4 separate regions of the Sus scrofa genome follow, and regions 1, 3 and 4 are each linked to region 2. Evidence: chromatin contacts called from public Hi-C and HiChIP or PLAC-seq data. All regions are on one chromosome and are shown on one strand. The core of a region is the stretch at or near the end of the contact, and the rest is flanking DNA. Distances in the headings are between cores, read along the strand shown.

Region 1 (2,975 bases), core at 335-2,834, 64 kb after region 2:
CAGCCAGGTGTCTCCGCCCTGTGTTCAAGGAGACACATGTGGGCATTACTACCCATCCCTCACTGTCTGGCCCTCAAATTTACAGTGCTTGATGTCTTGGTCTGTAAGAATATCAATGGAACAATTGGGAATGGAAAAATGGACAAGAGCTATTCCTGCTCCATGCCTGGGTGTATATAGAATGGCTTTACCATAGAGTCTGTATAGTATATTCCCCAATATCCTTGATGCCCTGGGGTTACAGGAAACCTCCTCTGTTTTGGTACTCTTCCCTGCACATAGTTGGCATTTAGCAAATGTTGAATGCATGTAGAGGAACAAATTAATCTTATTGAAACATACGGTTTTCTAAAGTTTACAGAGATATTGCTGTAATTTAGGCATGACGCAGTGGTGTGTGTGTGTGTGTGTGTGTGTGTGTGTGTGTGTGGTCACTTCAGATCCAAGCTCAAGAAACACCCCACTCCTCCCAGCAGCAAGTGCACACGCAATCCTTTCTGCCAACTAAGATGCCCCATGAGGTACTTTTCTCATGGAAAATGCTAAGAAAGGGGAAGCAAGCACATGCTATTTTGGTTAGTTTGACTTGCCACATCCTTCCTCAGTGGACGGGGACATGACATGGAAAGGGACGCATTAGGAAATGGGAAGCATGGGCATGAGGAAGAAGCACTGGACAGTGACTTACCGGCCAGAGAGCAGCAGGGACAGACGGTCGATGGGTGTCTCACCCTCCACAGCGTAGGTCTGCTCCGTGGCCAGAGTGGAGACCTGCTCCTGACAGCAGCGAACCATCTCCTTGTAGGCATGTAGAGGCACCTGCAGGGGCAGGCACAGTGTCTTGTAGAGGAGCTCGAACTCCTCAGGGAGGCTGTCCTCACGCAGGCGGTACACCAGATGTGCCAGCTGGAGCACGCAGGCCATCGCCAGCAGGACGCTCCAGAGGACGATGTCCAGGCCACAGGCGTCGAACCAGCCCCACAGCACACAGCACAGGTAGCCCGTGCCCAGGAAGCCAAAGAGGTAGAAGCACCCATACATCCCGCTGCCCCCCATGAAGCCCAGGAGCAAGAAGCAGTTGGCCAGGTGGTAGACAGCCCCTTGCAGATCCTGCCTCCAGCCGACACACGGCAGCCCACGCCAGAGGAGCTGGCCCACCGCGCTGCTGTTGCTGCTCATCTTCGGGGCGCCTCGAAGGCTCTAAGCCTGTGCCCACATGCGAAATTCAGGAAATGGTTTAACCTGTCCTCTGGATGCCTTCTCACCTCCAGCTACAACCCACCAACTCAACTTTTCCTGGGAGGAATGCTTCCGGTGGCTTCAGGAATGAATGGCAGAACATAGTACACTTCCTGGAGAACTGAAAGCCTTTCTTTCCTCCGTCTGGCCCTCAGCAAGTCTCTCCCGCAGAGCTCCGGGGAGCTTCCTCTGCTCCAGGTTTCTTAGGACGGTCTCTTCACATTTGGCTCTTGGCAGGAAACCCAAACTGTCCCGAGGAAACAATATGACTGTGGGACTGAGAGCTTCAGCAGTGAGGGATAATCAAACAGCCACGTCCTGCTCTCTGTTGTCCCCAAACAGAATGAGGAGAGCCCAGCACGGGAGGCACATTTGTGCTCCATTTGGAATGCGTCTCTCTTGGCACCGGAAGAAAGGGTGACCCCAGACAGATACCATGTTTGGAATTGGAATCCAAGAGGTACTGGCAGTGAGAAAAAACAGGCCAGGCACACAGGCAGGCTGGCAGAGCGCTTAGCATACCTCCCCAGAGGACAAGATAAGACCTGGGGCCAGAGAGGGGGGCAGGGGGGATGGCATCATAGAGGGGTTTGGAGGAGTGGTGAAGGAGGGAGGGTGGGGGTGGGGTGGGGAGCCTGGGGGTGGACAAAGAAAAGTGAGTACAGAATTTACTGCCACATCTCAGGCAGAACACTGTCCAGAGACCCCTGCGGGGAGGGCCGGGGGCTCTCCTGAGGCAGAAGGACACATCAAGGTAGGAAAGTATGGGACTATTATCAGAAAAAATCCTAACAATGAGAACTGGAAAACCCCTTGAAGACCTCTATTAAGTCATATTGGAAATATCCGTGGGCATTTATTTGACATCCATTGAACAAAAAATAGGTGTGCAAAGCAGCCTTTTGAATTCTGACCTTCTCCTGCATGTATCTGGATCTAGTAATAGTTAATACAATGTTAATACATTGTTCAGACTATCACTCTACCCACTCCAGGACTGGCAAATAATAATAACCATTACCTGTTAAACCCCAAAAATGCCAGACCTAGATGAGGTACTTTACATACATGTGATTTAGTCATCACACGACCCTTCCAAATAAATATTATCTTCTTTCTAGATCTGAAAGAAACTGAGGTTTAGAGAAGTAACAAGTTCCCACAGGTAGTAAGTGACAGAGATAGGATTTGTTCCTGTCAGACTTTACTGCTGTGTCCCAAATAGTTTGCACAGTGCATGGGAAGACAGGACTAGAGCCATGACTCCCAACTCTACTCTCCCCAGGAAGTCTGAGGACGTCTGGGACCTTCTAGATCAACCTGGGGTCTACCGTGGGTCACCAAGAAGTAAGTCTGGAATAGGCAAACACTAATCTAGCTTCCAAGTAACTCTTGGATTTTTTTTTTTTTTTCCTCACTGCTGGTTAGCACTTACTATCATTATTCCTACAGCCACTGAGGTACCACGGGAAGTGGGGGGGGGGGCACCCAGTAACCTACTAGAACTATTCAAGAGCTCAATCCATAGGGACCTTTATTATACCTCTGGTAACTGGACTAAAATTAGTGAGAAATTAGGAATTGCCAAACATGCTGAGGAGTAGAAGTTTTCAACTCAACACATATTGAGTGTCTACTATGAGCCAAGCACTTAAAGAACTGAAGATTCCCAAGAGATTTCACCTCTCAAGAGAAATATAGATACTTGAGAAACAATGGCAGTTCAGTGTGGAAAG
Region 2 (2,729 bases), core at 63-2,562:
CTGCCCTCTGGATCTACTCTTGTCTTTGTGCTGAGGCTGCCCTCAGCTAATGACTGAGCAGAGTGGGGGTGCTAATGCAGCTCATTTGCATGGGACCTAGCTGCTTTAAGGGGAAATTTCAGCTTGAGGCTTCCCCAGTGCCCTGGCTGAGGAATTCTGACACTTCCTGTGCAATCTTCTTTCCTTCTCCCATGCTTTTCAGGGTCTAAAGTCTCTCTCTGCCATCTTCTGCTCCCCCTTTTATTCTTCACAGATATTATCCCTAATAAATCTTTTGCATGTCTAGTCCCTTCCTGGCATCTTTTCTCTCAAGACCTGGAACTCTGTACCTGACTTGGTGTGTGACAGCAGAACAGCCTCCAATAGTGCCCTGTGTGTTGCCACTCTCCTTCCTGGTGGCAGCAGTGCCTAGCAGTGGGATCATGTGCACGAGGGGAGGCAAGGGCTGGCCCCTCCAAAATCATTTTATCCCCATCTTGGACAGGCCTGGCACAGCCTGGTACAGTGGTTCAGAGCTTGTCATGCTTCGAATCCCAATTCTGCATGAATCTTCGCAAGGTACTTAACCCCTCTATGCCCTGAAGCTGTATGTCTATAGTACTCCTCTCATGAGCTATTGACCCAAAAGTTCCATACTGCCCTGCTGGTAGGGTCTCTGCCTCACAGCAATGTGCTAAAATTTAAAGAGTGCTGGGCAAGTACAGTGCCTCCCCTTCTCCCTCACCTGCGTAGAACTAGTGTTCTGTGGCTTCTGCCATCATTTTGGATGAACAGGCCATGAGGTACATGGGAAACACCCTGGTTCTTCAGCCCTGCCACTTCTCCATAGGTCATGTTCGTTCTTTATTTCTTGGTTTCTTCATCTGTGAACTCAAGAAGTTAAACATCTCCTTAGAGGTTGGACTGTACTTTTAGCCCCAAGATTCTATGAGAAGATAATACTCTCAGAAGCTGACTGATCTTCCATTTTTTCCCCGAGTATACATGAAACGTGTTGTTGGCTCAGCTCTGTGCTGGGCTCTGGGAATTAAAAAATGAAAACAGAAAGTCTCTGCCCTCAGCCACTCCTACAGAGGCAAACACTCCACAGATGATTCCTGTACAACAAGGGTTTTGTGATCCCCTAGAGATGAAAGACTTCTGCCTTGGTTTTTACTAACATTTTATAATGGGAAGTAGGAGAGGTGCAGGAAGTAGTTTCCTGATAGTGTTTGGCTCAGAGAGGAAGGACAATGTGTTTCAATGTCCCCTGCTTTAAAAAAAAAAAAAAAAAAAAGAGAGAGAAAGAAAAGTATGTTTATTTTCATTAAGAAAAAGAAACAAAATTTGTGGAAGTTAAACTGGTAGGGAGAGTTTACTTTTCTTTTACAGGTCATGAGGCCAGTTAATGATTAGTGAGACCCAAGTGGATGTTTGGTATTCGAAACTGTGAGAGGCTGGGTTATGGGATCTCTTTGGCATTAGTGGTCGGCTTCACCCCAGCTCTGAGTCTTCCAGCTCAGCAATGCCCTCAGGCCTCTGCGAAAGATGCTTCTGGTCATGGGGACTCCTTCTGTGGTTCAGTGTTGGAACTACAGGTAAGCTGGGGGTTGGAACCTCGGGTAAAACTTCTTTAATAATTCTATTTTTTAAACTATCTATTTATGCAGCACTAACCTTTGGAACGTCCCCTAAAAGCCCTCTCCTGAGATGAATTTAAAAGACGGAGAAAAAAACCTACAATCATAACAGGAATGATGGCAGTTTCTCAAGTCACAAAGAAAATGAACTTCCTCTAGTAGTTTTACTCATTTTTCTAAAATCTGAATTACTCCTTTTCACCTTGTACAAGCCAGGAAGAGGAGAAGGAAATAACATTTTATTAATTCCAAAATGTAATTCATTTCCTCCCTATAAATATCCACTGTTCTAAAAATAGAGTTAATTTCAAAATTAGAAATTTCCAGTTTTGTCATTGAGATTATCAGAGGTCCTTTCTAATCTTGCCAACCCAACTCGAGTTCAGGTGTGTCTCCCACCTGGCAGGACTATGATAACTAGTCTTGTTAACCACAGATAAGCAATGACCTTTAGCACAATTTCCCTCACATGCCATTTGCGTATAGCAAATCTACACCCTCCTTGTGGCTAGAGAATGTCAGAGGAGTAAAGATCTCCTCCACCCAGCAATGGCATCACCCTTGGAAAACTCCCTTCCATCTCCCCCCAACAGCAGACTGCTTTTCTGTTACCTTCACAAGACTCAGTTCTCAATCACCAGCTTTAGAATGTGTCATTCCTTCTGCGCAGAGTTGCTCACACTACCTTTTGGTTCATTTCTGCTCTTCACATCTTCCTAGACGTCTTATGATTCATGCCTCCCTTGCAAAACTTCAGGCGTCTGTTCCAAAGTTCAGCTTGCATAAGTGTATTCACCTGCATCAACAGGTGGCGTTGAAAGGTGCTCCTTAGCTTCATGTGTGCTTTCTCCTAGCTTGTGTATTTGCATGTGTGTGTAAAATGACCCTATATCTTGTTTTATGTGATGGCTGTTTGTACACTATATACTGGATCTAAAAGGATTTATTTCTTACACATTTTTGATAGATGTGAGAAAAATTGCCCTGTAAAGAAGTTTGCCTTTCTCTCCACCAAAACTTTGTATTATCAAATCTTTTCATGTTATCAATCTTATAGGAAAAGTGGCAGTACATTTTGTCTTAATTCTTATTTCTTATTACAATTTGTGC
Region 3 (3,031 bases), core at 299-2,798, 99 kb after region 2:
AACACCACAGCCAAAGCAATGCCAGATCCGAGCTGCATCTGCAATCTACACTATAGCTTGTGGCAACGCCAGATCCTTAACCCCCTGAGCCACGCCCGGGATTGAACCTATGTCCTCGTGCATACTAGTCAGGTTCTTAACCTGCTGAGCAACAACTGGGAATGCCCAGAAAGTTCTTTTTATAGAAGAATCCCAGGTAAGAAGGAAATTGTTGAAGATATTAGAAATTCACTGTTCTAGATGAAAATCCTGAGATACCAAAATAAAGTGTAAAGAATTTTTTAGATCTTTTGATCAGAAAAAAAAATCTTGGACTCAATCAGGGAAATTTGAATATATACTAAATTTTAAATATAAAGGAATTATTAATTTTGTTAGATTTGATAATGGCAATTATGTTAAAAATCTGTATCAGTTTGAGATGCAGATTAAGGGTAAAATAATGTCTGGGATTTGAAAATGCTCAAGCAAAAGGAGATAGTAGACAGGTGAAACTGGACTGGCAAATTCTTGATAATTATTTACTCCGTGATGATTAGCGCCAGCTCATTACTAAAAGTGGATTCACTCTTGCCTATGTTAAGACATTTCCAGAGTCCTGTTGTGATGCAGCGAATCCGACTAGTAACCATGAGGTTGCTGTTTGATCCCTGGCCTCTCTCAGTGGGTTGAGGATCAGGTGTTGCTGTGAGCTGTGGTGTAGATAGCAGACCCTGCTTGGATCCTGCGTGGCTGTGGCATAGGCATAGGCGTGGCTGTAGCTCGGATTGGACCCCTAGCCTGGGAACCTCCATATGCCGCTGTTGCGGCCCTGAAACAAAAACAAAAACAGACATTTCCATAATAAGTAGTTTTAAAAAGCAAGTCAGTGCGGAATACACCACATCATCTTCGGCTGATTTAATTAGTGCCCAGGGCTCAGAAAGGGGTAGCAGAATGCAGATCAACAGTTACTAACTACCCACCCCACCCCAAATCCTGATTCCCAGGGCAAGGGTTCATAGAGTGTCAAAGTCCAACGTTTAGGAGCTTTCTCAGCTAGCAGAAAAAGCCCCGCGGAAAGGGGATGTCCGAAAGGAAAGCCCCCGACTATTTTTTTCTGAGATTTCCCAGGGATTTCCGAAAGAGGTCGCGGAGTGAAACCGGCAAATCACTGCTGGATTTGAGCAGTAGCCTTTTCCCCAGCCTGCGGGCCCCGCGCATTGATCCTGGATGTACAACTGAAAACTCAAGGCTTGGCCTCTGGAATGAAGCGGGCAGTGTAGCAGATCCTCCCCCGGCCTACTACTTTCCCCTTTTTCCTTCTGAGTGCTGTCCTTTCCTCCCAACCCCTTTCTCCACCCCTCCCGCTCCTTCCCTCTGCACACTTCCTGTCCTCCCGCCCCTGCGCCACGCCCCACGCCTTCCTGCAATCCCCCCGTCTTCCTCCCGGTCGCCAGCCCCGCGCCCCTCCCTTCACTAGCCCCGCCCAGGTTCTTCATCCAGCCCGCCTTTCCTGACCCTCGTCCCGCCCCGTCCTTGTCACTCGGCTCCTCCCCTCTCATGCTAGTTCCGCTCTTCCCTTCTCCGCTTGCGTGCTGTCCTCGCTCCGCCCTTCGTTTCCGCTCTTCCAGGGGGTTACCATAGCTACTGTCCACACAACAGCTAGGTCTCTCAAGTTGGTCCTGGCTGACTGCAGGGCAGAGCCGGCACCATGAGTCATGTTGTGACCATCACCGAGCCCCAGGCCAAACCTCAGATGTCTCAAACCCAGTGCAGAGGGAAGTCGGGGACCTGGGGCAACGTCTCCGCTAGTCGAACGTATGATTTCCTGTATGGTAAGGGCGGCTCCAGATCTCCCTCCTGAGTTGTAGACTCCTGGGACAGATGGGCTTTGAAGATGGTGGGACCTGGCCAGGAGGCTCAGCGGAGGAAAGACTGGCCTCAGGACAGATCCCTTGTCTTGTCTTGGATGGGCAGCTCCAAGCCCTCTGGGTGGTGCACTCTAGGGCATCTCTGAAGACTCAGGTGAGCTGCGTCTTGGAGCAGGGGTAGGGAACACCTGACTCTTCTTCACCCGCTTTTCTTGATAATTTGCACAGCCCAAAGCAATCTTTCTGAAACCCGTTACTGGAGTTTTGGTATCCCATACAGTACCCAATGATTTGCATACTTGGAAATGTTACTGAAGAAAGTTTGGGTGCTCCACTCACAGTGAGGTCAAACAAACCAAAAGAAAAAGGTTTACTGTAGGGCCAAGCAAGAGTGGCTTGGTTCAAACCCCCCCGAAATCCCTGATGGTTTTGGGGAAAAAGTTTTCAATAGCAATATTTAGGGTGAAGGCTGAAGGGTATGTGACTTTTTTTCCTGAGGTCACAGAGGGATGCTTCAGCCATCTTGTGTTGAAATTGCCATCTGGATCACCTGGGTGGGGGCCTTAGTTCTGCAGAAGAGCTCAAAGATAATGTTCTGTATATTTCTTGAGGAGGAACCAGGATCTTGCCCCAAGGCTGCAGTAGTGTTTCTTGACTTCTCCTGACTTGTCTCTGCATCCCCTCCTTTCTCATTATCCACTGTTTGAATCTGCTCTTTGAAACTCAGGTAAGGTCAAGGAGGCTATATGAAGCCTATTTCCTACAAACAAGAAGGAGGGGGGGGTTGGGGGCACACAAAGGATTTGTATCCATCAAGGAGCCCTATAGCATCCTGCTTGGTTTCAGAGACTGACTCAACACTCCCACATTCAAACTGCATAAAATGCCCTTCCAGTTCTCATTCTCTGGCCTCTTCCAAATTTGGCATCTAGGTAAGGAAGGGCCAGTTTATTTCATCTTTGTTTTTAGCTTTCTCTTTTCTTCAAGCTTATTCTTAACCATTAAAGTATTGTTTATAAACTATGTCCACTAGGTCCTTTGGGCCAGTAAAGCCCCAGTTTATTTATCTATTTATTTATTTTTGTCTTCTTGCCATTTCTTGGGCCGCTCCCACGGCATATGGAGGTTCCCAGGCTAGGGGTCTAATCCGAGCTGTAGCCATCAGCCTACGCCAGAGC
Region 4 (3,036 bases), core at 29-2,528, 82 kb after region 2:
AAGAAGAAATGAAAACCTTTTGCAGGTTGATGGTAATTTAGATAAACAATTCTGAACACTACAGTGTCACATATGTTATAGCCTAGTTGATTTTTAAATTATCTACCTAAAACGGTGGGGGGAAGAGTTTAGGGGATTTTCTGTACCGTTAAGAAATGTACCTTGTACCCTACTATGACTAAATTCGGGGAGAAATTACCAGAAAACCGGAAAACTTTTACTCTTTGATCTTGATAAATCTTTTTTTCTTGGCCGCGGGGGAACTATGTGCAACTTCCCGAAAAGAGATCGAACCCGCCCCACGGCAGTCGCTGCTGAGACCACGTGGGATCCTTAACCCCTCTCACCACAAGGGAACTCTGATTTTGCCAAGTCTTCTATCATGGCCCATAAACCATAGTAGAGCAATCATTGAAAAACGTTTCCATTAACTGTTTCCCTTTACTTTTTTTTAAGGGCCGCACCTGGGACATATGGAAGTTCCCAGGCTAGGGGCTGAATCAGAGCTGCATATGCCGGCCTACACCGCAGCCACAGCCACACAGATCCCATTGGCATCTGCGACCGACCTACCCTGCAGTTTGCAGGGCCGGCTCCTTTACCCACTGAACAGACCAGGGATCGAAACTGCATCCTTATGGCTGCTGGTCGGGTTCTTAATCCGGTGAGCCACCACGGGAACTCCTGTGTTTCTTTAAATCAAGTAGCATCCATCCGTTTACAAGCCTTCGGTCCTAAAGCAATGTTTGACCCATAACAGCTGATGAAAAACCTTTTGTAGGAAGGAATGCCTGGATTGAGCGCGGCGGGTCAATCTGACCTCTCTCTGATCCCTTCAACCTTTTCCCCAGGGTAAGCTACGAGCTCAGTCTACAGACAGCTGACTGCGAAGCCTACCCAGGTCTATAACCCTCAAGAGAGCCCCGCGGCAAAGTGAGGGCCACGACCAGCCCTAGTCCGGGCAGCGGCACCCGAAGGCAGTGCACGGAGCCTGCCCCGCCGCCCCCTCCCCGGCTGCGCACTGACCACGCATCGCGCGCTTTCTTGGTCTCCGGGCAGGCGCAGCAGGGCTTCAGCGGCTTCTTCTCCTGCGATTCAGGCGGGGCAGGGATTGCGGCCGCCAGACCCGGCATTTTTCGCGCCGAAAGCTGCAATTAGCTCTGCCACCCCAAACTCTACCGGCCTCCGGACACGCCGATTCGCCCGCAGTTATTTCCGGCAGTCGCTCCAAAACAGAACAGGAAGTCCTGCCTCTCACTCTGACGAACTGGGAGGAAGGGAGGAGGTAAAGAGGAAAAATGTTTTAAAGGGCACGCGCGTGCGCAGAAGAGGCCGAATGATGGCCTTAGTGCTAGGGCGCCTTTTCCGCGCAGGTGCAGAGAGCCCAGGTAAAGTGCAGCGATGTTTGTAGACCAGCATTGAGAGGACCCACAAATGAGGAGACCCGTAAGGCAACTCGGAGAGCTCTCAACCATACACCCAGCTCGAAGTCGAAAACTGAAACTCAAGAAGGTGAAATGACCTGTCTATGCTACAGAAAAAAAAAAAAAACACTAGTGAAAGCCAATTCCTCTTGAGTAACAGACTTAGCGCCCGGCATCTTATGCTTGCCATTATCTGCCTTACTGCCTTCACCACCCCACTTCACCGCTCTAGTTAAAAGTGAGTAGCAAAGGAGTTCCCTAGTGGTCAGCGCAAACGAATCAGACTAGGAACCATGAGGTTTCGGGTTCTATCCCTGGCCTCGTTCAGTGGTTTAAGGATCCAGCGTTGCCCTGAGCTGTGGTGTAGGTCACAGACAGGGCTCAGATCAGGTGTTGATGTGGCTGTGGCATAAGCTGGCAGCAGCTGTGTCTCCGATTAGACCCCTAGCCTGGGAACCTTACCTCACCCACACGCTTTAAATCCTCAGCTAGTTAGTGTTTATAGCTCCCTCTCCAACTGAATTGATTTCCATATGAATTGCCAATCATAGGGCAAATATATTGGTTAGTAAAATTTTAAAATGCCTTTTCATTGTCATTCCTCAAATTCAGTTAATACCTATCCATCTAGGTAAATAAGTAAACTTAGACAGTATTTGCAATAGAATGGACATAACCATTAAGTTTTTTTCCTGCAGAGAATTGTTTGAGGAAGGATGAACTTATTTTTTAAAGCAGGACTTCCAGGCATTGTTAAAATAGCTGTCTAGGGATACGCACTTTGGTTAATCAAACATTGCTTATCACCTAAACCAGCCAATGGTATTGCCCCTCAAGATGGCTGTTTTCTTGCTCTTTGTACATTCCCTGCTCCACCATTTCCTGCTCCACCAACCCCTAAGTGCATGATTGACCTTTCTACATATTTGTCCCAGGCCCCAGCAATGAGATTGTTCTTATCTAAAGAGCGGTGAGGGCAGTGCCTCTCTGCTGGTCTCCCTGGTAACTCATGTGCCAACCTGATGTCAATTCCCACTGTAACTGGCAATCTCCCCTTCCCCTCCAGGAGCAGAGACTTTACCATGTCCTGTCAGACATGTAAGAACCCCCTGGCCATTAAACCATCCATGTCTCTGTCACTGACTCTGGGCTCTTCAGTCATGAAGCTGGGTAGGCACAGGGCTTGCAGACCTGCGGGATGCAGCCTAACACTAAGGTTTGTTTCTGTATTCCAGAGATTCAGCTCAGAATCCTGAGGTGTGTCTGGGAACTGGTGTAAAAGTAATTTCTATATGTGTATTTTCCAAGTTACCAAGACCATCCCCATTTTGTCATCTGGCATTTCCATTAGCTGTGGTGCAGGTCACAGATGAGGCTCAGGTCTGATGTTGCTGTGGCTGTGGTATAGGCTGGCAGCTGTAGCTTTGATTGGACCCCTAGCCTGGGAACCTCCATATGCCACAAGTGCGGGCCTGAAAAGCACAAAAAAAAAAAACCCAATGCTTCTTAAACTAGCAACATCAACATCACTTGGAAATGTAATTTGCAATAAACACAGCTCAATCAATGGGGAAGAAAAAATAAACTAGAAAAAAAATAATATCACACCTAC

The links. Hi-C and Micro-C count contacts between places; a contact is called where the count stands out from the background. HiChIP or PLAC-seq counts read pairs in DNA pulled down with a chosen protein or histone mark.
Region 1: an H3K27ac HiChIP or PLAC-seq map of skeletal muscle shows a contact between it and region 2. The contact joins the promoter of POPDC2 here to the promoter of PLA1A in region 2. A contact is called at or near these places in 6 of 47 Hi-C or Micro-C datasets (heart right ventricle, retroperitoneal adipose tissue and skeletal muscle) and 2 of 2 datasets of contacts at active chromatin or transcription factors (alveolar macrophages and skeletal muscle).
Region 3: a Hi-C map of liver shows a contact between it and region 2, with 3 times the contacts expected there. The contact joins the promoter of MAATS1 here to the promoter of PLA1A in region 2. A contact is called at or near these places in 2 of 5 promoter capture datasets (fetal liver and liver), 2 of 47 Hi-C or Micro-C datasets (fetal liver and liver) and 1 of 2 datasets of contacts at active chromatin or transcription factors (skeletal muscle).
Region 4: a contact with region 2 is called in a Hi-C map of omental adipose tissue, with 1.6 times the contacts expected there. The contact joins the promoter of COX17 here to the promoter of PLA1A in region 2. A contact is called at or near these places in 1 of 5 promoter capture datasets (fetal liver), 10 of 47 Hi-C or Micro-C datasets (fetal liver, heart right ventricle, liver and 4 more) and 2 of 2 datasets of contacts at active chromatin or transcription factors (alveolar macrophages and skeletal muscle).

Annotation. Positions count from the first base shown.
Region 1 is chr13:140,600,241-140,603,215 of Sscrofa11.1, reverse strand. POPDC2 (popeye domain containing 2) reads right to left here and starts at 1,584. Exons shown (of 4, transcript NM_001144114.1): 1 at 689-1,584. The coding sequence starts at 1,179.
Region 2 is chr13:140,664,647-140,667,375 of Sscrofa11.1, reverse strand. It overlaps PLA1A (phospholipase A1 member A), which reads left to right and starts at 1,312. Exons shown (of 11, transcript XM_003483312.4): 1 at 1,312-1,577. The coding sequence starts at 1,505. It also overlaps a transcript of ADPRH not described here.
Region 3 is chr13:140,565,493-140,568,523 of Sscrofa11.1, reverse strand. MAATS1 (cilia- and flagella-associated protein 91) reads left to right here and starts at 1,548. Exons shown (of 18, transcript XM_003132654.4): 1 at 1,548-1,817. The coding sequence starts at 1,694.
Region 4 is chr13:140,582,528-140,585,563 of Sscrofa11.1, reverse strand. It overlaps COX17 (COX17 cytochrome c oxidase assembly homolog), which reads right to left and starts at 1,278. Exons shown (of 3, transcript NM_001348525.1): 1 at 1,027-1,278. The coding sequence starts at 1,133.